Regions from separate parts of the Sus scrofa genome. Here region 2 is linked to region 1. A link is a contact called in public HiChIP or PLAC-seq data. All regions are on one chromosome and are shown on one strand. The core of a region is the stretch at or near the end of the contact, and the rest is flanking DNA. Distances in the headings are between cores, read along the strand shown.

Region 1 (4,993 bases), core at 1,366-3,865:
CAGTAGGAGTTCAGCCAGGTACTGGGCCGCTTGTTCCTCCAGACCATTCCCTGCCAGCTGAACCCGCTGAATGGCTGGGTTCATAACCAGGGCGGCACAGACAGCCTGGGCTCCCACTGCTCCCAGCTGGTTCTCCGACAGGTCCACATCTGGGGGCCAACACCACTGCTCAGTGAGCGGGATCCAAAGCCAGGCACCATCCTTCCCCATCCCCCAAACTTTCCAGGCCTGACAGCAGAAGGGGCTTTGCAGTCAGACTGTCCTAGGGTGGCATGATGACTCTGCCCCCCATCAACTGGATCCCCCTAGGCCACAGGCCATTTCCCAGACCCCAAGGCCCCACCTCATATGTCCATGTGCTTCATCAGGGCCTAAAACCACCTACTTTTGTGGTGCTTTGGAGGTTGTCTGTGACATGGATGTAACCACCCCAGTTATGACTCATGCCTGGGAGCCACATAACCCACCCACAGAAGCCCCCACTGCTGCATTCCCATGGCAGTGCATGGAGCTCTTACAGAAGCAGACACTCTGATGAGCATATGTTCCCCACATTCCCAAGGTCAAAGTGGCCTTATTGGGCCCATTTCACAAATTGGAAACTGAGGCTCAGTGAAGGTGAGCTTCCTGCCCAGGGAAATCCTGCTCTTTGGTGACAGAGGCGGGATTTGCATCCAGCCTTGAGAGACTCCCCTCAGCCCTCCCTCATTGCCCACTGCCTGGCCCCTACCCCTCTGTGCTGGACTCTTCCACCTGCATTCAGGACTGGGAGGCTACCATATGTAGGGTTCCTGGCCAGCAGAAAAGGGGACTGAATAGGTCAGCACTGGCTGTGCCACAGAGGGTCTGACTCCACCACACCCTCTCTACCCTGTTATGAGGTCCCCTCCCCCAGCAACACAGCAGGCTCCTGCCCACCTGTCCCACGCTCAGCACCTACCACTGATGCTGCTGTTTTTGCTCAGAGCATCTGCCAGGGCCTCCGCGCCAGCCCCACAGAGTCCATTGTCCCGAAGGTCCAGCCGCTTGATGTAGGGATTGGACATCAGTGAGGAAGCCAGAGCCCGGGCCCCCTGGGACAGAGAGGGGCCTGAGGGGCCTGGCCCTTCCCAGGGCTTAAGGCCCCAGACACAGCTAGCCACACCCTGGCTCTGTCTCTGGGCTCAGACCACTCAATGTCCTCCAGCTGAAAGGCCCATCCCTTCCCACATGCCCGGGAACACCTGCTTCTCCTTCTAGGCTCCACTCAAACCTCAGCTCCTGGAGCCTTCCCTGACTCCCCAGCAGGCTCCCAGCCCTTGTACCAAACTCTGTCACAGCCCTGATCCCTCCTGTCACCCACTGTGGGGGATGGGATGTGCCTGGCACAGAGCAAGGCCACAGAGTGTTCGGGTTGGGCTCAGAAAGGGACCACTCACATGGCTACTGCCCCCCAGGTCCTCGCCCTCCAAACCTGGCCCCTGGGGTCCCTCCAGGGGTACCTGGGGACCCAGACCACGGTGCCGCAGGTTGAGCTCTGGGGCGCTCCCTTGGCGCAGGAAGCAGGAGGCAGGCACGACATTGTGGGCCTGGCAAGACCTCAGGTAGAGGGTATCCTTAACCAGTTCTCCAAGCTTATGGGTGCCTGATGGGAGACAAGGGATGAAGGTGGAACCCTCCTCAGCCTCTGTCACTACCCAGCCTCTGTTTTCCTCTAGAGGCATTTCTTCCTGTGCTAGTAGGGATTCTTGCTCACATATACAAGTGATGACATCGAGGCTCCGAGAAGGCAATTCCTTTCCCCCAAATCACACAGCTGGTAGTAGCTAATCCTGGCTCTACTCTGCTTGCCTCCACCGAAGTGCATGATGTGTCTTCTCTTGCACTGCAGACCGCACATGCTTTATGAACAGTTTATGGGGGAGGAAAACTACAGCAATTTACGTTTTCTACACATCCATGAGTTTAGTTTTTCCTGAGGGTTGAGGAAACCTAGCCCTGATCCCATTTCAGGGTGGGACAGCCCTTTTTACACTCTCTGGTAGGATTTTTGCCTCTGAACCCATCGTTGTGGAAGTGTGTTGTGATGGTAGAACTCCTGATGTGGCCAGGAGTATTGCACAGAGGGCACAAGGCTGGAGCCGCTGCTGGCTGGACGGGGTTTCCCGCCCACTTCGGCCCCAGCCTGATCCCCACCCATAGGCACCTTCTGTCTCCAGGTCAGAGTCCGAATCCACGTCTGAACACTTGGCCTCCAGGACTTCTGCAGGATGCCCAGTGGCCGCCGCCCCTTCCTCCAGCTCTTCCTTCTCCCCAGGACCCTCGCAGGGATCCCTCATGGTTACACCCACTCTGCAGCGGCAGCCGCTGAGAGCAGGAGTGTGCCGCACTGCCGCCCGGGCGCGGCTTATAAATGTCGCTGACCCTCCGCGCACTGACCAATCAATGCGGCGCGTGGCGAACAGGCACCATGGCAGCCAATGGAAACGCCTCCCCGGCGGCAGTCGCCCGGGCAACCCTGAGTTGTTGGTTGCGTTGACCTTGACCCACTCGCAGGCAGGACCGATTGGCGCACGCGCGCCACGGGCTTTTCTCCCCGCCACTCCAGGCGGCTCCAGCATCGCCCTTTTCCCACTCCGGAGCCTGGGGGTGGGGCGGCTCCGCTGCGGCGTCGCTCAGGAGGCCTTGCAGAGCCGGCCACCTGCTCTCTGGAGCTGGAGTCAAACCCCCACTCTGTGGGTCCCAGCTCTCATGCTCTAGCGTCGCGTATGTTGGTCCCTCCACCAAGAACATACCTTCCCCACGCTGCCTGTTGGTCTTAAGAGCTGCAAGTGTCAGCTCAGAGGGCGCTTCTTAAAGCTTTCTTTGTCCTCTCCTCTGCGCTCGGGCTGGTCCCTTGCTGTCCTCTCATAGTACTCATCCCACTTGTCATCACCCCAAGGAGGTGAGGTCAGCGGGCAAAGGACAGCGACTGCTCCTTCCTGCCAGCGAAGGGCCAGGCAGAGGGAGTCTGCTGCTGATGGGAGTCCCAGGGCAGCCGGGGGTTGGGCCTGAGAGGTGAAGGCTGAATCCTGCCCTGAGTGGAAGTGTCCCTTTAATAGCTACTGGCCTGGACCAGCTTGGCGCCTGCTTTACCTCCTGTTCAGCTGTGGCTGCAGCTGCTGTGCTGACTCATGCACCCCAGCTGCCAGCAGGAGCTGGGAGCATGGGCTCGCCGGGGGCCACGGTAGGCTGGGGGCTTCTGGATTACAAAACGGAGAAGTACGTGATGACCCGGAACTGGCGGGTGGGCGCTCTGCAGAGGCTGCTGCAGCTGGGGGTCATGGTCTACGTGGTGGGGTAAGAGAACGGCTCCTGGGCATGTTGGCTGGAGGGACCATGGCTGCTCCTGCTGGGCTGAGGGTTGGGGGCTTGACTCTGAGGCTGGGCTGTGGTAGTGGAGCAGGGTGGGTTGGGACCAAGTAGGATGGGAACAGAAGGAAGGCTGTCTGTCTGTCTAGAGGCAAGTGGAGTACGAGAGAAGGTCAGGTGCTCAGGTACCCACTGGCATCCTTTTCTTGCCTGGTTCCCAGCCCCATGCTGGGCTCAGGCAGAGACCAGGAGCCCCCAGGCTGGGCAGGAGGTGGCCCCAGACATTGTGAAAGATGGAGCACTAAGGCCCTGGTAGAGACACCAGTTCCACCTGGTTGGGGGCATCTTTAAGGAGGGAGCTGGGTTTAGCTGGGGCAAGGGGAGGGTTTTAACTGGTAAAGGAGGAGGTGGTGGGCATCTCCAAGCCCATGGGTGCCTGATGAGAGACATCCACAAGGGCACCGACTCTCCTATGCATGGCTGGGGCTCCTGGCCTGTGTGGGGTGACTGGTGTGGGAGATGGAGAGGAGGTGGGGCCCCAAATGCTGGGCTGGGAGCCTGGGGTGTATGAGGAGGGAAGCCAAGTAGGTGGGAACCTGATCTGCCCTGTGCCCATCATGCCCTCACCAGGTGGGCCCTCCTCGCCAAGAAAGGCTACCAGGAGCAGGATCTGGACCCCCAGATTTCTGTCATCACCAAACTTAAAGGGGTTTCTGTGACCCAGATCAAGGAACTGGGGAACCGACTGTGGGATGTGGCTGATTTCGTGAAGCCACCACAGGTGGGTGGCTTGATGCTGCTTCCAGGTGCCGACACCCCTGACACCACCCTGGCAGTGAGTGGGCCCAAGAGAGGCAGGTGATGCTGAGAAGGGGTTGCTGGCACCGTCATAGGGCTGGGCTCGGGAAGGGCCTTACAGAGAAGTGGGGTCTGCCTGGGGCTTTCAGAATCTGTAAGACCTGTGTTCCGACTGAACGAGGGGATGGGCTGGAAGCCAAGTCTGCATCTGGAAATGAGTGGAGTGTCTAGGAGCTCAAGGCTTGAGCTTGGGGGGTGGTGGGAGGGGAGCAGGGAGGCCAGGGCCTAGAGTGTCTCTAACCTGGACCCCCACAGCCAGGCACTCCTCCTCTTCCCCCTCCACTCTGACTGTCCAAGGCCTTGGTTCCTCCTCTGTCCTGTTGGTGCCCAGATCATACCCTGCTGACCACCTGCCCCAGGCACAGCTGCCTCCTGGGTGCATACCCCCAATGTCCAAAGAGAAATTGTCTCCCTCTCCCAGTGTGGCCTCTTGTCATCCAATGCTGTCTACCAGTGCTAAAGCTGGACCCGTTCCACGTCTTCCTATCCCTCCCGCCTATTCATTTCCTCTCCTAACAGTTTTCTATTTGCTGCTGCCTGCACCATAGCAGGATGGGGCTATGGTCTTTTGGAGGGTCCCTGTACAGCAGCCAAGCTGAGCCCACCAGCCCTTGCCTTCCAACCTTGGAAGGCTCCCTTCCCATGGACATGGCCACCAAGCCCCTCCAGATCCTGACCATGGCCACCCCTGCTGCCTCTGCCCAGCCCTTGGCTCCCCTTCGTGGGTGTGCATCCCCCAAACCCAAACCCACTGAGCTCTCAGGTGCAGCACATGGGCGCCAGCCATCCTGTGCCCAGACAGAGC
Region 2 (4,993 bases), core at 1,030-3,529, 40 kb after region 1:
ACACCATACTCCACCTTCCCCTTTCTGGGGCACTTTTTTTTTTTTTTTTTTTTTTTTTTTTTTAGCTGCACACACAACACGTGGAAATTCCTGGGCCAGAGAACCAGGGACCAAACCCAGGTTGCTGCAGTGACCACGCTGGATCCGTAACCCACTAAACTACAAGAGAACTGCAGGTCTTTTTAAAATGTGTGGTTTCCCTCAACTTCAACAAAAAACACATAACTGAAGCTAACTTCACTCAGAGACTGTGTCCTCTCTGAGATAAGCATCACCCCACTGTACTCGGAGCAGAAACAACCTCTCTGTGCTGGACAGCCAGGCCCCTAAGTGGGTTCCAGCCTTTGATCTGGAGCAACCTCACCCTAATTTTGTGGGAGGCCCAAGGCCAACTGGCCTGAACATTCCCATTCCACCCCTCAGCAGCCTAGGCCACCAAGGTGCCCCCCAGTCAATCAGTACTCACTCTGACAAGGTTCCTTACTTTTTCCACCCCAGATCCTGCCATTACCCAGGGGACCAGAGGTCTGTGTGGACAATGACCTGCAGCCCCAGAGAGCTCTAGCTCATGGCTGGCCTCTGCCTCTTCCTGCACAGCCCTTCACCTGCCCTCTATCCCCACTGGGCACCTCCCCAGGGGCTCTGTGTCCTCATACTTGGGTGGGTGGCTGCCCAGACCAGCAGGACCCAAAGCCAGAGCCCTCAAGTAGAAACAACTCTGTGGGGCCCAGCGCCCCATGCCTCTCCTGACCCTGGCCTGGGGCTTTGCCACCTCCAAGCCCTCTGTGGTGCTCCCAGCCCTGCACCCAACACACCTGCTGCCCAAACCCTCCTCCCTCTCCCTCCCACCAGGCCCCAGCTCAGGCCCTGCCCCCACCCTGCTTAGCCCTTGCTGCACTAGCTAAGCCAGTGCTGTCCTCCACAATTGGATGGGCTGCACTGTCCTCTGCCTTTGCCACTGTCTGTCTGGCCATCTCCCTCACTGGACCAAGAGCCAGTCCACCTTGCAGCCCCACTATGCCCTCAGCACTGAGTGGGCCTGGTACCCTGTCACTAAGCCAAGGAGCAGCAATAGAAGTTCTCTGCCCTGGTCTTTCCCTCCCTCTGCAAACTCGCCTTTAGTCCACCTGCCTCTCGGCTCCTCCTCTGCTCCCCTGGCCCAAGCTCCAAGCATACCTGGAACAGCAAGGTGGGTGATATGGGGAGGGGCACCCATGGGATCTCACACCCTCATAGACAGCTGGCTCTGGGCCCCCAGCCTCACCGTGCCTGGAGGGCACCCCCAGCTCAGGAACCAGGGAGAAGAAGGGACCCATGGTCTGACCTCCCAGGCAGCAAGTCCAGGGGGTGACAGTATCTAAGAATGCAGGTGTCCCTCTCACCTCAGGCTTTACTCTCCACAGCGCGAACTGTCCCTTCCCCGACCCTCAGGTGTCCTCCCCTGGGGCCAGGGCACCTCCGCAGAGCACACAAGTCATACCGGTAGTTAGCCTCTGGGAAGAGGGAGGTTGGGCCCATCACTGCTGTCACTAAGCTGCATGGTGGGATGGCCAGCCAGGTCCTGCTCTTGCAGCTCAATGCTGCTCTAGCTTTCTGGGGGCCATGGTAGTTTCCGTGGAAACAGGAGAGAGCACCAACCCCCAGAGATAAACTAATAAACGCAACCTTCAAAAGGAGAGAACAGGCAGCAAGAGAACCGGAGGGAACCGGGGGGCCCTGGAGAGAGAGGCGAGTGCGAGGCAGCTGGGCCGTGGAGCAGAATCGGAGAGGCCGCAGTCTGCCGGGCCGAGGAAAAGGAGGGCCTTGCAGGGGGGGTACAGTTCTTGGCAGAGAGAAAGGAGGCCTCTGGAGGTCGGAGAGAGACACAAAGAGAGCAGACAGTGTACATCAGTGAGGAGGCCTGCACTCCAGCACTCAAGGCCTCTCAGAATGGGGGCACAGTGCCTGGGGCCCTGGCGCTCCCACCCACAGGGCCTGACTGCCCCTCCACCCAATATCAGCCCCTTCTCAGGGTGTTTCTGGCCAAGGTTCTGCTGCCTTTCAGAGGGTTTCTAAAAATTGGGAGCAGAAGTGACAAGCAAGGAGAGTAAGAGCTCCACCACGTCACCCTGGTCACCAGCACTTGCTCATTTCTCAGCCATGACGGTCCAGACTGAGGTCCATCTGCAGCCCCAAGGATGGAAGCTTAGCTGTTGGGACTCCTGGGCAGGACTTGGGCCGGGTAGGGTGCAGACAAGGGGGCGCAGGAAGGTCTCTTCAGTTGAGGCGACAAGTGCCACGAGAACAGGAACCAAAGCCACTTTGTTTCCATGTTCATGGGATGAAGACAGGAATGCAGAGGTGGCAAGACGCCAGTGTACACAAGTCCCAGAGGAGGCCTGGTCTGCTTTGGCCACCCATCCTGCATCTACCTGATCTGGATGTGCATCCTCGAAGGTGGTAGCAAAGTTGAAGCTGGGGACAGGAGCCCAAAGGGCCAGCCCTTGGAGCAGTCCCGGGACAAAAGCAACAGAAAAGCCTGGCTACTCAGGGCTAAGCAAGCCCCGATGTGCCAGGCACTGCCCACCTCCCGCTCCCGCCCTACACCCGCCGCCCAGGCCCAGCTCTGACCTCGGGTCTCAGGCACGCTGGTCGTGGGCAGGGGCACGGCCACGGGGTCTTGGGGCTCGCTCGCCAGCCGCTGCCCAGCGCACATGGACTTCAGCATCTGGAATACGGCGAGGGGCGCCACGTTCAGCTTTAGCAGGTCCACCAGGATCCTAGAGAGAACAGACCCGGCGCGCGGTGAGCCTTCCTCGCCCGGGCCGTCAGTCCCCCGGAACCCCGAAACCCGACTCCGCCGCGCGCTCACTTGAACACTTCGGGGTCCATGGCGCCGCCCGCAGCCTGAGCCAGCTCGAACAGCTCCGTCTCCTCGGCGCTCAGCACCTTCTTCCGCCGCAGCGCCAGCTTCTGTAGGGCCGCTTCCAGCCCTGGTGGCGCCCCCGGCCCGGGCCCCGCGCCTGGCGCCGCCATCTGCTTGCGGCTGGGTCCCCCACCCGGTACAGCCCCGCCGCGCCCCCTACCGGCCCGCCGCGCCCTCCTCTCCCAGCAGCTCCCCTGCCATCCGGCGCTCAGATCCGGGCCCGGGCGGCGCCGGGCGTTGGAAGGAGACCCGCTCTTCGGCGACTGGTCTTCTCTACGCTCTCACGGCGGTGACGGCATCCAGAGTATCTCACGCTGGCATACCGTGGGCGATCAATAAATGCCCGTTGGACCCAGAGTGTACTGTTTCGCGCCGGGTCCGGTAGGAGGCGCGCCTCTAGGCAGTAACGCACAGGCCTTACGTGCACGCGCGCTCTTTTCCTAGGTGGGCGCCCCCTTGCGGTCCCATAAACCCACGGGACTACACTTTGCGCACGCGCCTTTTAAAGAAGCAGCCCAAAGAGAAAGCGGCGCTTTTCCCGTTTGTAAAGGGGAGGTGACGCCACGCGCAGCTTGATGACGACATTTCGGCGCCGGTTCGCCGAATGGCGGCCTCCATCCCTAAAGCGAGCGACCCTGTGGGTCTCTCAGGTGAGTGGCGGGAGTCGCGCGTGGTCTATCCCAATTACCTGGCGGCCACCTAGACCCTCTGCCCGAGCCGTCTCCGTTCCTACGCGAGCCCCGGGCCTCGGGCTGGGCCGGCCGGGAGCCGGGGCCCAGCTGCGCCTTCCCGCGCGCCCCGACCTTGTGGGCGCTCGGTTAACGTTCGCTGAACGAAGTGGAGCGGGGAGAGCCTGCGGCTCAGCGAGCGGTGTGGAGAGAGCAGGGGTGGATCCCGGCTCTATCTTTCCTCCCCGTGTGGACTGGCTTTGCGGAGACTTGGGTTCCTTGTCTGTGACATGAGGGCCCAGATGCTCCCTTGTCATGAGCAGCAGATGGGAGCACGCCTTTCTTCCAGCGCGCGGGCAGAGGGAGGCCCTGGCAAGACTGGCGCTACTGGCGCTGCGGGTCCCAGGAGGAACCCTGAAACCAGGTCGGGATCCTCTCTTGAAGGCAGCGAGGGCGGAGGTGGCGGGGGCGAAGTTCAGGCTTGGTGCACGGCGCAGAGGGACGCAGCAGCGAGAACCGGGGCGGAGAGACGCTCCTCTCTCCCCGAAACACCCTGATTGGGCGCCTAGGACTCATTCCTTCAGCCGCTGCCTCTGCAGACTGTGAGCAAGGAGCTAATTTCACCTTATCATCTCCAAACCTCTGCCCTTTGCAAACAGTTCAGGGTTTTATTCTGCTTTGGTCATTTTGGAATAGTGCACAATGTTCTCTTGACCACTTGGTTCAGGGCTTAAGCATTTTGTCTTCCTTGAAACGGAAACTGATAGCTAGTTTAATTAAGAGTTGAACAGACTCGGTGTTACCGAACTCAGGTTGGGCTGCTCACACTGCTGGAAAGCCAAAAGTGTTGGTAGAAAGGAAGGCTGGCACCCGGGGAGAAGACCAGCTGGTGTCCCAGGACCAATTCTTTAAGATTCTTGACAGGGGGAGTTCCGTCGTGGCGCAGGGGTTAACGAATCCGACTAGGAACCATGAGGTTGCAGGTTCGGTCCCTGCCCTTGCTCAGTGGGTTAATGATCTGGCGTTGCCGTGAGCTGTGGTGTAGGTTGCAGACGCGGCTCGGATCCCGCGTTGCTGTGGCTCTGGCGTAGGCCAGTGGCTGTGGCTCCGATTCGACCCCTAGCCTGGGAACCTCCATATGCCACGGGAGCGGCCCAAAGAAATAGCAAAAAGACAAAAAAAAAAAAAAAAAAAAAAAAAAAAAGCTTCTTGACAGTTGTTAAGAGGAAAAAAGGAGTTCCTGTTGTGGCTTAGTGGGTTAAGAACCCAACGTAGTGTCAGTGACGATGCAAATTTGATTCCCGGCCTCACTCAGTGGGTTAAGGATCCAGCATTGCTTCAGGGTGCGGTGTAGGTTGCAAGTTCAACTCAGGTACCCTGTTGCTGTGGGTGTGGTATAGGCCAACGGCCGCAGCTCCAA

Evidence for each region. HiChIP or PLAC-seq counts read pairs in DNA pulled down with a chosen protein or histone mark.
Region 2: a contact with region 1 is called in an H3K27ac HiChIP or PLAC-seq map of skeletal muscle. The contact joins the promoter of SMPD4 here to the promoter of LRRC74B in region 1. A contact is called at or near these places in 2 of 5 promoter capture datasets (fetal skeletal muscle and liver), 2 of 47 Hi-C or Micro-C datasets (liver and skeletal muscle) and 1 of 2 datasets of contacts at active chromatin or transcription factors (skeletal muscle).

Annotation. Positions count from the first base shown.
Region 1 is chr14:50,620,752-50,625,744 of Sscrofa11.1, forward strand. LRRC74B (leucine-rich repeat-containing protein 74B) reads right to left here and starts at 2,616. Exons shown (of 9, transcript XM_013983197.2): 1 at 2,186-2,616; 2 at 1,482-1,624; 3 at 941-1,073; 4 at 1-149. The coding sequence starts at 2,600. The region is part of intron 2 of P2RX6 (P2X purinoceptor 6); the gene reads left to right.
Region 2 is chr14:50,661,209-50,666,201 of Sscrofa11.1, forward strand. It overlaps SMPD4 (sphingomyelin phosphodiesterase 4), which reads left to right and starts at 2,280. Exons shown (of 19, transcript XM_001929589.6): 1 at 2,280-3,555. The coding sequence starts at 3,481. LOC100153925 (mitotic-spindle organizing protein 2B) reads right to left here and starts at 3,341. Exons shown (of 3, transcript XM_001929600.2): 1 at 2,852-3,341; 2 at 2,611-2,759. The coding sequence starts at 3,015.